4 separate regions of the Mus musculus genome follow, and all the other regions are linked to region 4. A link is a contact called in public Micro-C and promoter capture Hi-C data. All regions are on one chromosome and are shown on one strand. Each heading gives the region's core, a stretch centred on a gene start, on an enhancer-like site or on the middle of the called end of the contact. The rest is flanking DNA. Distances are from core to core; before and after follow the strand shown.

Evidence for each region. Promoter capture Hi-C pulls out the DNA fragments that hold promoters and counts their contacts. Hi-C and Micro-C count contacts between places; a contact is called where the count stands out from the background.
Region 1: a contact with region 4 is called in a promoter capture Hi-C map of liver, with 4 times the contacts expected there. The contact joins the promoter of A330074K22Rik here to the promoter of Crispld2 in region 4. A contact is called at or near these places in 4 of 39 promoter capture datasets (embryonic stem cells, liver, pre-B cells and 1 more), 1 of 484 Hi-C or Micro-C datasets (the G1E-ER4 cell line) and 2 of 9 other capture datasets (adipose tissue and embryonic stem cells).
Region 2: a Micro-C map of embryonic stem cells shows a contact between it and region 4, with 1.9 times the contacts expected there. The contact joins the promoter of Cibar2 here to the promoter of Crispld2 in region 4. A contact is called at or near these places in 1 of 39 promoter capture datasets (epiblast stem cells), 3 of 484 Hi-C or Micro-C datasets (the HL-1 cell line and embryonic stem cells) and 3 of 9 other capture datasets (adipose tissue, liver and pancreatic islet).
Region 3: a contact with region 4 is called in a promoter capture Hi-C map of liver, with 2.1 times the contacts expected there. The contact joins the promoter of Meak7 here to the promoter of Crispld2 in region 4. A contact is called at or near these places in 3 of 39 promoter capture datasets (cranial neural crest and liver) and 2 of 484 Hi-C or Micro-C datasets (embryonic stem cells and nephron progenitors).

The regions. Positions count from the first base shown.
Region 1 is chr8:120,226,502-120,229,828 of GRCm38.p6, reverse strand. It overlaps A330074K22Rik (RIKEN cDNA A330074K22 gene), which reads left to right and starts at 1,599. Exons shown (of 3, transcript NR_110496.1): 1 at 1,599-1,904. It also overlaps a transcript of Gse1 not described here.
Region 2 is chr8:120,175,785-120,179,219 of GRCm38.p6, reverse strand. It overlaps Cibar2 (CBY1 interacting BAR domain containing 2), which reads left to right and starts at 1,751. Exons shown (of 9, transcript NM_001033980.2): 1 at 1,751-1,906. The coding sequence starts at 1,887.
Region 3 is chr8:119,776,744-119,780,128 of GRCm38.p6, reverse strand. Meak7 (MTOR associated protein, eak-7 homolog) reads left to right here and starts at 1,713. Exons shown (of 8, transcript NM_028883.2): 1 at 1,713-1,769.
Region 4 is chr8:119,990,601-119,993,733 of GRCm38.p6, reverse strand. It overlaps Crispld2 (cysteine-rich secretory protein LCCL domain containing 2), which reads right to left and starts at 1,296. Exons shown (of 15, transcript NM_001310635.1): 1 at 1,134-1,296.

The DNA.
Region 1 (3,327 bases), core at 350-2,849, 240 kb before region 4:
GGAGTCTCCGGGCCTTGGAGGCCATGCCGGGGGCGTGGCTGTTCAGGGGCACCACGTAGAGCCGCTGCAAGACCGGCACGTTGGCTAGCTCAAAGCTCTGCCACTGGTGTGTGAGGGACGAGAAGCAGCAGGGACACACGAGGGTGCTGCCCGCCTCAGTGATGGGCTGGGCGCCGGGCGGGGGGCTATGTAGCCACAGGAAGGGGAAGAAGGGCGCCTGGGCGGGAGTCTCCTGCTTCTGCACGTGGATCTGCTGCTGCGAGGCCGGTGACAGCGCCGAGCCACAGACGTAGCAACAGCGGGCCTGGCTGTCCGCGGGTATCCGGGGAGGCCGCTCCAGCCCTTCGTCCCCGAGGCTCCCGGCGACGTCGTTGCCCTCGGGGGTGCTACTGCGCTCTGGGGGCGCCGCGGGCCGGCTGGAGGCGGCGCCGTCCGTGCCGTCGGGCGCAGCGGGGCCGGGCCAGGGTTCCTGGATGCCCCTCAGCACGCTGGCTCGCGGCTCCGGAGCCCAGTGCGCCCCTGGCCCCGTGCGCCGGCGCCGGGCTCCGGACTTGCTGGAGTCGTGCGCATCCTCGGGCTCAGGCTCCGGCTCCGGCTCGGGCTCGGGCTCGGGCTCGGGCTCCGGTTCGGGCAGCGCGTCGGCGTCCGACAGCTCCGACAGCTCCGAGTCGCGCGCGTCCTCGGTGTTCCACTCGCGGGCCCCGCGCCGGCCAGCCGCGCTCGCGTCGCACTGATGCGGCCTCTTGAGCCAGTACACGCGCTTGTCCACGGGCGTGCGCGCGCGCTCGAAGGCGGCCCACTGCTCGGCCAGGAAGCAGCGGCACACGGCGCACACCAGCACGCAGCCATCGGTCGCGCTCAGCCCGCGCGCGCCGGGCGCCGGCTCCTGCTGCTGCAGGAACGGGAAGAAGGGCTGCGCGGGGCCCGCCGGCCTCACCGGCAGCTTCAGCTCCTTGCCGCGCGCGATGCCGCCGCCGCAGATGAAGCACGACAGGGCCGCGCCCGCCGCTGCCATGAGCCGCTGCTTACGGGAGAGCGGCGCCGCCCGGCCGCTCATGGCCCGGCCGCCGCGTCCGCCTCCGCGCGCCCCGCGGCTGCCGCTGCTCGGGCCGCGCGCACCGAGGCCCCGCGCCCAACTCGCAAAGTTTGGCGCGCGGCGGCGCGCACGCGGCCCGGGGCGCACCGAGGGTCTCCGCGGCGGTGCCCGGGGCTGCCGAGTCCCGGCGGGTGGCGGCGCGGGCCCAGGCGGCGCCGGAGAGCGCGCCCGGAACGCGGCGGTGGCGACGGTGGCGACGGGCCCCGGGCGGCTGCGGCGGCCGCATGTGCGAGCTCCGGCGCCGGCCCGAGCGTCGGGTCATTTAATTGGGGAGGAGGGAGGCGGGGCGGCGCGGGGCGGAGGGCGCGGGAGGGAGGCGGAGGCGGAGAAGCCTTCCCTCGCGCCGCCCTGCTGCCCGCCTCTTCCCAGGCTCCTCCTCCCCTGACTCGGACTCCTCCTTCTCCTAATCCTCCTCTCCCTCCTCTCCTCCCCTACCTCCTCCTCCTCCTTCTAATCCTCCTCCTCTTCTTACCTCTCTCCGCCCCTCCTCCTCTGACTCATCCTCTCCTCTCGATTCCTCCTCCCCTGACCTCTTCTCTTCCCCAACCCCCTCCTCCACCCCCTCCTCCTCTCTCCCCACCCTCTCCTACCCCCTCACCCCCCTGTGTCCCAAACTATGGCACAATAGGCCCCAGCTCCTCTGTCTATTCTGTGTCCAGCAGGAGCCCGCGGTGATTCATTGCTCCAATTAGGGGCTCTGCAGCCCGTGGCTCGGGCTGTCTGAAGGGTCTCCTTTGGGACCCACGAAACCCATCAGCCGCTGCCGCTGATCTTTAAGAAAAGGTCAAGCCGGACGCGCTAGTGCCAGGTGAGGACGATGGGTGTCTAGGGAGGCTTGGGAAGGGTAACCCCCCTCCAAGATCTGGGGAGGTCCTGGCCCTTCAGCAGCCCAGGGTTGGGGGTCACCTTTCTAAGCCCAGTGCCCTAGTTTTGAAGACAGAGGAAAGAGGAGTTGTCTCCTGCATCACCCTGGAGACAAAGTCCTCCCAGCCTATCTCCCCTCTCCCCCTCCCTCTGACTGGACAGGGCCCACCAGATCACCCTAGGGGTAGAGGTAAGAAGGGTACTGTGTGTCCTGGGACTAAGGACTCAACCTCTCTGTGCCCTTTTCCTTCTTGTTAAAGTGTTCCTGCTGAGACCACAGATATCCAGGACTTAGTGTATTGTATGCAGATACATTGTAGTTATTTAATGCAGAGACAAACCCTTTGCAGGCCAAGTTCAGAGCTGTTACATGCCTCTTAGTTACTTCCCCACAAGAAGCAAGTGTGGGATGCCCCTCATTTTATGACTCAAGAGGCCAGGCAGGATTCAGACCCAGGCAGCAGGGTTCTGCTAGGAGTATGTGGCCTCCCCAGGCAGACATCTGGCCCCTGTCACCCAGAAGCTGCTGGAGACTGTCCTTGGCGCCTCCTAGGCACACAGGCACACACATGTATGACACACACACACACAGATGGTGCCCTTTGGCTCAGGCTGGGTCACTAAGCAATCGTCTCCCATCTGTAAAAGGAGCCCTCAAAGCTTCAAAACTGTGAGCAGTTACTTTCCAGAAGCTTCCAGCTGTCTACCCTGCCAGCTGGAGATGGTGCCTGAACCCCAAAGGCAGGAGCCCCACCACCACCACTGCCACCACTTGGTGAGCTGACATGTAAATAAGGCTGCTCCCCCCCCCCTCCAAATGAGCAGGAGGAAGGGCCTCTTGGGAATCCCTAACATTCCAGAGCTCCAGAATCAACTGGGGTGGGGTGTCAACATGGCAGAGGATGGGACTCTGTCCCTTCCCTGGCCCAAAAAAGTGCTGGCTCAGCAAATTGTCTCGCAGACCAGGGCGGGGAGGCATCCCCTGGCTGCTGGCGTGGTTCATACCTTGTTAGAGGAGAGGCTGATGAAAGGACCCTGTCTGTTCTTACTCAGGAAGGGCCTGGGTGTCTCACTCCATAGGAAGGAGCCTGGGAAAGCTGTTCCTACCTAAGCTCACCCAGGTCTCCCTCAGCCTGGCCCAGCTGCCCATCTTCAGAGCCCTTAAGTCTCTCTCAGCCTTAGGATCTCAGCTGGGGCTGCCGTTTTCCCTCCATGTCTGTTCATCGTCCATTTTCTTTCTTATTTCCTTTGCCCTCTTCTGCCTCCTGCACCCTTTTGTCTCCCAAGAGCCAATCCTCCTAAGTCCATCCTGCACACAGCATAGCCAAGACTGGCTTCATACCTAAGTCCAAAGCCCTAAACCCCAT
Region 2 (3,435 bases), core at 502-3,001, 190 kb before region 4:
GGATTCCAAGAGAGCCAATGACGAGACCTCGCACAGTCTGTCCTCCACACCTATGCCATACCTGTGTCTCCAGTCTCCTGTGTCCCCTCTGCAATCCCGCCACCCTAAGCAGGAGGACTGGAGTGTGGTCTCTGTCGCCCTCTGGTGGTCACAGGCTATAGTACAGGGCAGACAGGGACGAAGCTGATTAACTGGAATAGCTGGGGTCTGGAGGAAACCGATTCCTTAAGATAGAGAAGACCCCAGACAGACTGAGGCAGGGATGTAGTCGTCCACCACTGGCTATCAGAGGTGGGATTCAGTCACCTCTGCATTCCAGAAGCTGGCCATATTCTTGGGGCATTGGCATCCCTCACCCACAGACAGAAAAGCCACAGTCCGTCAATGGGTACAGGAGGCGGATTCTCTGCAGATTGGAACAGCAGCCTCTGAATGAGCCCCATCTCCCATGCCGGAGTGACTCATCTGCTCAGCCTGTCTGCTGAGACCCCGTTTCCAGTAAGGCGATGCTCTGAGACCCAGGGTGGACATGTACTTTGGGGAGACACTTTTCAATTCAGCTAACACCTCAGAAGGGAGGGATTACGGACCAGGAGACACAGAGCATCATTCAGAGAGAAAAATCACAGGACTGGCACAGCCCCGGTAGGAGTTCAGGGCCATGGCTGCCCCTAAACAGAGGGCACAGTACCGTAAAGGACACACAGAGATTTGTGTTGTCTGGGGAAACCTGTCCCTGCCCCCCAAAAGGGGAGCATAACACATGTGCCACAGAGACCCAGCACTCAGGTGTGCTCTGAGGGCTCGCTGGACAGGGGACCCGGCTCCCAGTGCCCAGCCCACCTATCTCCTCATCCCTGCCGCAGGGGCTCCAGTTCCTATTGGGCGATTGTCTAGGAGACTAGAGAGACCAGGGCTTTGCTTTCAGGCCACACAGCAGAGCTGAGGCGTGGGGTTTGAATCTGAAGCAGCTGACCGTAATGTTTCTGCCTTACTAAGTGTTTAAAACAAATCCCAGCATGATGGAGCTGGGACGCACACAAAAAAACGACCCAGTGTGACAGGCGTCCCGTGGAACTATCAATATCTTGCCTTGGGTTCTCTGCCTCCACCACCAGGCCTGCTTTGCACCTTAAGTGAAAAGGGGAGTGGGGCGGGGCGAGTGGGGCGGGGCGGGGCGGGCGGGGCGGGGCGGGGGCTGTGACCCGCAGACCTCTCAACGTGTTAGTGCTCTGACGCTGGAGTCACCTTCCCCAAGTCTAACAGTGGGAGTCGCATACTCTGGGAAGCCCAGGACTGCCTGATTCGCTAGGCACTCCTCTGAGCTGCTGCCTGTCCCCCCGCACCCCCCCCCCCCGCACTCCTTTGGTTCACCTTCTCCGCTTCCCTTTACCGTCTACTCCCCCCACCCTCAGTGACACTGGCTCCCACGCCCCGCCCACCGGGCCTTCTGCCTTGAGGGTGGAGGAGACTCTACACAGCAGGGTCCAGGGTGAAGTCCCAGGCAAGCTCCCTTCGGGGATCTCCCTGTCCGTTCCTGGTGGTTACAAGCACTTTGAACCCCCAAGAACACCATATTCAAAGGCATGTGGAGGTTCTGTGTCCCACTTCCAATTCATTTCAGAGAGTGGTTAAGCCCCAAGGCAAAGCTGGCCCTCCTCACCCCGCAGGGGAGGCCCTGGTTGCCCAGCAACCAGCTGGGCTCCTCCCAGGGCTTGCCTGGGGATGGCCCGTTGCCTGGCAACCAGGCAGCAGAGTCCCTTGAGCTTAGCCAGACCACACAGCTGGGCCCAGTACTAGCTGCCTTCTCTCTGACTAGGGGACCCCTGGGGCCCTGTCCTTATCCTCCCCAAGATCCTGGCAGCAGGTGCCTCTCTCTGTCCACAATGAACGTCGTCCTCTCCAGGTGAGCAGCCTGCGCTGCTGGGAGGGGTATGCAGGTGGGATCCTCACGTTCTGCCACATCGGGGAGGAGGGCAGGTGAGCCCCCTGCCATCCCTTCTCAAAGTGGAGGGAGGGCTTGAAGCATAGAGGTTACCAGAATGCGATCTGTCGGCCTCACCTGTGCTGCGTGAAGAGCAAGTGTAGCCACTCTCTGGTCTGTTCCCTGCTTTTGCTTGCCCCCTAGGAACCCCTCCAAAAACCCAGGCCCCAGACCTTGACACTGCTCCCTCTAATGGCCCCAGACTCCCTGTCACCTGCCCTCCCTGATTGCCTTTGAGTCTCCCTAGGACTCAGACTTCCAGTGTCCTGGATGCACCCAGAATGCTCTTTAAAAGCTGGCTTCCAGCCTTACCCACGGGGCCTGCTTGCCTGTCTAACTGTGTATGAGTGACAGCCATCCTGGAGTCTGGCCTGCTGTATGCCCTTGGGCGGGATGCTTTGCATCTCTGGGCTTTTGTTTACTTGATTAAAAAAAAAATGTCAATAGCAACCTCTTCTAGGGAAGTGTGAGCGGAGCATTTGCAAACTACAAAGTTGAAGCTCATTAGCAGGCGTGAGACAGTGCTCCTTATGGGGTCTGCCAAGTGGCCACCACTAGAGGCCACAAGAGGGGCTTGGGTTCTAGAGAAGGGAGGGCAGCAAGGGACAGGAAAGACCTGGGGCTGAGGGGAGGGGACTGTGACAGGACGCCTCAGGAGCCTCCTGTACCCTTATGAAGACTGAGCACACAGGTTGTCACTAACGCTGGCTGTGGGCAGGATGCGGGGTGTGGGAGGCGGCATGAGCCCTGGAGGTGTGTCAGAGAAGGCAAGCGTGTGGCATGCGGTGGTCAGTGGTCTGCAAAGAGCTCTGTGGAGGAGCCCAGGGCTGGTGGGAGGGAGAAGGGACCAGGCAGAGGAGTAAGGGTGATAGAGAGCCCAAGTACTCCGCAGGGAGCTTGATGGGGTCGGATGGCATCGTGTAGCATCCAGTGACAGCCATCACAGCTGTCCACAACTCCCTATCAGAGCATCCTTGGTACCAAATGGACTGCAAGATGCAAGACACTGGGAAGGGAGTATAAATTAAGTATAAATTTAATTATGAGTATAAATTAATTATGTATGTGTGTGTCTCTAACACTGTGCACACTGTGCAGAGGACAGAGGAAGACACTGGGTGTCCCCTCGATTGCTCTTGCTTATTTATTGAGACAGGATCTCTCACTGAATCAGGAGCTGGGCTGGCAGATAAAAACTCAGGCATCCTTCTGTCTCAGAGCCCCACAATGCTGGAGTTACAGGTGTATGTGGGGGCCACTCCTGACCTTTTGTCTTGTTTAAGATTGTGTGTGTGTGTGTGTGTGTGTGTGTGTGTGTGTGTGTGTGTGTATTTTGCATTGTTTTGTTTTTTGAGGCAGGGTTTCTTTATGTAGTCCTTAGCTGTCCTAGAACTCTCTGTGTAGACCAGGCTGGTCTCAAAATCCCAGAGATCAGCCTGTCTCTGCCTCAC
Region 3 (3,385 bases), core at 464-2,963, 210 kb after region 4:
ACTTAACCGCTCTGAACCCTAACTCAGCATAGGGCCCTGGCTTCCCATTATGAAAGGCCTGGAAAGGTGGTTGAGCCGTGACAGGGAAAGTAGCATGCTTGGATGAACTCTCAACCCTAGACATCCAATTGGATCTTTATAACCTAACTGGTTTCTTGCTAGAAGCCCCTGAACCTCAGCTCCTCTCCATGTCACTCGCCCAACCTGCAGCATATATCCACAGCCACACCTCCGTCCTACCCTCTCCCCTTAGTTTATACATGCCAGGTGGGAACTGAATGAAGGAGTAGGCACTAAGGGGAGGAAAGGAGCCTGACACATTTTCATATGTCACAGACTGGTGACCCATGATGCCCTGGAGGACTCAAAGGCTGTCCTGGCTGCCTCAGCCTCACTCCTCCATGATGGCCCTTGTAGCCCAACTTCAGCTCGAGGCTCTGCCCACTGACTGGTCGTTTTCCTAGGGGCTCATAGGAGGGTGGTGGTGGGGGATCAAGTCAATTCAAGGTGTCTTGGTGTTAAGATGGCCGTGGAATGTTGGGAACAAACGCTAGGTGGAGCTTGGCTGAGCGAAAGGCAGATGGCTTCTGGTGGACATGTGACTTCAATCCACTAGGGGGAGCTAGCTGCCCGTTTTCTTTTGCTGTCTCTCTTCTACTCGCCTTTTCAAAACTTCCACTCTCTGTATCCCAGGCTGGCCTGGAACTCACTGTGTAGACCAGGCTGGCCACAAACTTGCAGCAATGCCCCTGTCTAAGCCTCTTGAAGTGCTGAGATTACAGGTGTATGCCACTACACTCAGCCGGGCTGGTGTCACAATAATTAAATAATAATACTAATAATACTAATAATAATGTGTGGTGTTTTGCTTTATGTGCACCGTGTGTGCAATGTCTCTGGAGGCCAGAAGAGGGCGTCGGATCCCCTGGAACTGGAGTTACAAGCAGGCCTGAGCTGAAGTGTGGGTTCACCTGTGTCCTCTGTTAGAGCAGCAAGTGTTCTTAAGGACTCTGCCACCTCTCCGGCCTCTGGTGTCATTTTTCCAGCTACAATTTCAGACAGCAGCTTCTGTTACTTTGGGGGGTTGGGAGGAGTTCCTCTGTGCCACTCGGACGGTGGGGTTTGCAGGCAGCGACAGTGGGTTCGTCTCTGCTGAGAATTCTGGGACCTACCTCTGTTGTGTCTGTCTCCGACACCAGAAAAGGCCCGGTAGGGCTGATAGCAAGCTATCCCACTCCTGGGGACAAGACCGGCCGGCATCTGCTTCTGTGTGTCAAGTGCTCTATTGGCTAACGCAATGGACTTCAGGAGGTAAGGAGGTCAGATTTTCCACCCTAGTTCTGGGGGGCGAGTCCCAGCTCAGGCCTTCTGTTCACAGTGCCCCTGTTCCCAGCCTCCCACATTGCTCCCTTCTATCCGCTCCCTGCATTTAAACCCCCTGATCCGCTTCCAGCCCTTCAGCAGCTTCCTAGCACCTCCTAAAGCCCAAGTTCTCCTTCAGCCTTTGCAGAACCTGAGCAACTGTCAACCATCCCCAAGTGTTCCGCTGTTACAGGCTCAGTTCTTCGATCCCAGGCTCCGCCCACTCCCCGTGAACTACAATCCCATTGGTTAAGATCTGACTCGGGCTCCACCTCTCAGTAGCCCTTTTCCAATTGGTGCTCATGACCGTCCGTCAGCGCCGTTGCTAGGGAAAGGGCTGGGCGACCCGGGCAACCTTGCTGCCCAGGACGTACCGGAAGGAGCTCGGTCCCTGTAGACCAAGGCTGGTGAGCCGGAGGGAGGGAGCCCGGGCGAGGCTGGGCATAGCTCAAGGAAGGAAGGAAGACCTTCGGGGTGGCCTGAGCAGCCCCCAAGGAAGCTACTGTCTCAGGCTACTGTCAGAGAAGCAGAGAGTGCCTGGGATGGGGTGAAGCTGGGCTCTGAAGGGATCCGTGGGCCTGCCTTGTTTTCCGAGACGAACCCAATAGAGTTCCTTCAGAGGCAAGCTCAAAACCAATTTAGGGGGAGGCGAGGAAGGTGCCCTGGCCTGCACTCCTGAGGGGGGCTGGGACAGATGGAGGGCTGCCAGCTGCAGACCCAGTAGGCTCCAGGACTTGGACATGGGCTTGGTGTGGCTGTTCTGATGGGGTGTTGACCCCAGGAACCAGACAGTGTGTCACGATCTCTTGGAGGCCCCATGGGAAATTGTCCGAGGCACACTCCAGCCTGCCACCAGGAGCTTGGGGCTGCAAAGAGCTGGCTCGCCACATTCTTCGTGACACAAGGAGCCCTTTTTATTCTCCAGGGTCCATCTGTGTTTGTCTTTGGTTTCTGGAAAGCAGAACCAGGTGGCGATGTTAAACGATTCACCCAAGCTTATTAAAGCACGGCAAGCTAAACTCCTTTTAAGACCATGGGTTAGTGACTTGGTGATGGGACTTCACTGTTGGGGAGAGGGCCCCCTCCCGAAATGGATCACCTGGTTGGGGGGAGGAGGAAGGACGTGTTTAGCTATTAGGGGCAGTAGAGTGTTGAGGATAGACTGTTGCGGAGACTGGAATGTTCAAGGAAGCTCACTGGTGGGTTCAGGAGACTTGGATCTGGTCGGGCAAAGGCTTCCCCTTGATTGTGCCCAGGTGGGAAAGCCCATTGTTATACAAAAACTGTCTGGAATGGCCACCTGTGTATGGATTGAGACTGTAGAGCTCATAGGCCCTGTGTGGAGAATGGTCAGGGCTGTGGGTGACCTTTAAAGGGTCTCTCCACATCCCCCCCACCCCCCCACCCCCGCTTTCTGATAAGAAAAATGGCTTTGATCCTTGGCAAGTGTCTCTTTTGGGTCACAAGGCTGATACTCACTGCTACAAGTGACCTTACAGTCACTGAAAGATGTCTTCACCTAAGAAAGGTGGACATAGTTGCCAGGGGAAAGCTACCCCATGGACCAAGGTGTCCCCATGGAGGACAGAACCTGCCCCTGACACATGCAAGACCTTTCTCCGGGAAGCTGACAGATTGCTGGCCCCATGACAGAGCTTGCAGCCTAAAGGGAGAGCATGGGCCCCCCCGAGAATCATTCTTGCTGCAGCTGTGTGGAGACAGGCGGCCTTCCAGCTGTAGCGGCTGGGCTGGTACAGGGTGAAGAGCCATATTCTCAAGGTCTCTCCCCAGTCCTCCCTGAGCTGTGGGCTCCAAACCTGCCCTTCCCCTCCCCCTGCCTTCCTCACAGAGCAGCCAAGCTCTGGCTCTGTCCTGGCATCTGGTCCTGTCCTGTACTGCCCCTGGCTTGTTTACCATTCAAGGCTTGGTGTTTAGCATTTACTTTCTCAATCAATCTCTGCCCCCTCCACTGCTGTGGCTTAGTACTAGCAGGCCGTGGGGTATGCAGCTGGCATCACTGTGC
Region 4 (3,133 bases), core at 47-2,546:
TCCAGACCTGATGTGCGGAGTGTAAGATCATCTGGAGAAGGCAGGACTACCCTACTTCCTCAGGGCAAGGAGCCCAGGTCTAACAGTGGACATTTCCAGCCCCGCTCTTGGCTCCAGGAAAGCCAGGCATCCAGACAGCCTCTCACACGGGCTTAGTCACCGTAGCAACTCACCTTTCCCTGGAAAGAGGGCCAGTTCAAATTGCACTGCAGCAACAGGCATCTGGCACCAAGTCTATACCCCAAAGGAGCTGATCTTGGCTTTCCTCATCTGGGGCCAATACTCCTGACAGGAGGACTTAATTCAAGATGCCCACTTTAGGAAAAGACCCTGTCATGTGTTCCCTAAAACAGTCTCTAGAAGAGTTGCTATAATCCCGACAACTCAGGAAACTGAGACAGAAGGATTCCTATGGGCCAGAGTCCAGACTGTGCTACACCTGGACACGTCCCTGGGAAGCCTTGGAGGCAGTCGGAGGTGGCTTCCAGACCTGTCTCTGCTGTAGTCCAGCTCACTTTACCTCTCTGACCCTCCATATTTTATCTGAAATAGGGTTAGGAGACCCCCTCACCACAAGCCTGTTGCCAATGGAAAAGGGGTGTGGCTCTGTCATTTGGAACCAAAGGCACTTACCTGCCCCTGTGATCACCTGAACCTTACCCTCACAGAGTGAAAGACCCCTCTAACGCAACCAAGCCATCATCGAGCCAGTTATCGACGCCCACTGACAACACACTACCGCCCCAAATGGTGGCAAATTGCCTTGGGTGGGCAAAAGAGCGCGCCTCAGTGAAGCGCGAAGCAGCTTCGTGCAGCCAGGCTAGGGATCCCAGCTCCAACGGCTTCCTAACCGCGAGTCAGTCCCGGGCAAAAAGCTTCGTAGTTGAGCCTCAATTTCTTCATCTGAAAAGGATCTTGCAGGTAAGGGCTCTGCAGAACGGCGGCACACAGCCCTGAACAGCCCTGAAGCACCGCGTCTGCCTTAGTCAGGGCAAGAGAGTCGAAAAAGGACAGAAAGAGGAGACATTGCAGCCGAAGCAGTGAGGTGGCTAAGAGTTCGAGAACAGCGTAGGCTACGCGACAAGACCTGTTCTCCTACAGACAAAAGAACAGCGGGACCGAGTCCCTCTCACCTGTGCGGAACTCTGGCCTCAACCTGGGGAGCGCTGGGCAAGCAAGTTGCAGATCTGGAACCTTGCGGATGCTGGGCGCTCTGAGTGGGTCCAGGACTTGAGCGCGGCCCCTAGTAGCTTCTTAGAGCATCCTGAGCCACGCCCCCCAAGTCCACAGGCAGCGCTGATTGGGCTGCGAGGCGCCGGCCCCGCCTCCTGTTTTCGGGAGGGTGGAGGCACTGAGGACCACGATGCGCAAGGAGCGCGCGGCCCCTAGCCGTGACCATAAAAGTAGTTTTCATTGAGCTCTTTCTGCGTGCGGCAGGCTGGGCACCCCCAGACAGTCCGTGGCCTGTGGACCCCACCCGGTTCTACTACTCAAGTGAAGGACAGGACAAAAGACCACCGGGAAGCACGTGCTGAGCCGGGGTGTGCGCATTTATCCGCCACGACCTATTCCCAAACTAGGAGGATCTCGGGGGTTCCCAGCAATTTAGGGAGGAGGCTATGTCCCACTTCTGTGGAGAGATTATCCCGCCTCCTCAAGAACCCCAGGGTGAGGTTCCAGTAAGCTTAGTACCACGTGCCCCAGGGCATTTGGCGTCTACCTGGAGCAAATAACCCGAGGTTAGAATCCGGGAAATTACTTTAGGTAAAGGTTGACACCCAAACCCTTAAGGGCAAGTGAGGGAATGAGCGGGAAGAGCTAAGAGATCCCCCAGAACACTCTCAGTCACTTAAAGTGGGACTGGAGAAGACCACCCATCCAAAGAGGCACCTCCCACTAACACCTCCACAAATACTACCAGGAGCAGGTACAGCCGAGCCCGCTGGGGTTCCTCGTGACATGTTGGGGAACCTGGATTACAACCAGAGATCTTTACCCAAGTCCTTGACGCAGCACTGCGCAGATAAAGATTCAGATATGTTAATATTTTTCATTTTAAATCCCGTCCTTAATGCTCAGTTTTGGAAGCATCCATCATCAAGCGACCTGCACTCACTTGCTACACCCTAAGCTGTCTTCCAAGTACCAGAGGAGTCAGTGCTGATTAACAGGGCTGATTAGCAGCCCTGGGGGTGACCCAGGACAAGGCCAGTGAGGGTGGGCCCTGTGCTCCATGTGCCATTCTCTGGTGCTGACGATCTGGCCTGACCACCCTCAGACGCCAGCATCCCTATTCTCCTCAGTGAAGGGACTGACCAACACAGAGATTCCTGCACGCATCTCTGAGTCACAGGTCTCCAAAGTGCACGTGCCCACTCTGTTGCCAGTGTCCGTGACCATTAAGCCTTGAATGCAAAACAGGATAAACTGGGTCCTGTTACCCACCCAGGAACGGGAAGTGATGAGGAACAGGGCTTTTCTGGGACCCAGCATTTGGGCAGGAGTGGCTTGTCAGTAATAGAAGTCCCAGGCTCTGAGTGGCCCCACCACACCGCCCTGCTGACGCTTTTCATGACAACCTTGCAAAGCTCCTTGATGGCTCCGTGGGACTCTTAGACACCCCTCCCCACCGAAGCATTCTACATGCCTATCATCATCAGGTCAAACCAACATGCCAAGTCTCCCTCAGTCTGGCCATCCCAGAACCTCCAGCTCTTCTTCCTACTCTTCCTCAGTTTCCCCTTTCCCTCCCCTGTGTGGCCTTCTCGTCTAACCTACCCCATTTCTCCTTCACCAGAAGAGTATCAGGAGCTATGCGGGGGAACTTCAAGGGCATCTTCTGGTCAGCCTCTCACGGCCCAATGGAAAGGGGCCTCTGGTTACAGATGGGGACATTGGGTACAAGCAGGTGAAGGCACTTGTCCAGGATCTCCTGGTTGTCCATTGGTGAGACTGGGATCCCAACCCAGGCAGCCTGTGCCGGAGCCCCTACTATATTTTAATGTATCTTGCCAAGATTGCTACATTGAGATCTAATTACCTAGGGAAGATACGGTGGGGGTGGGGAGAGCAAGTTGGGATGTTGTGAGATCCCCATCTGTGAGCTGAGACACTACCTTTGACAGTCTCACTG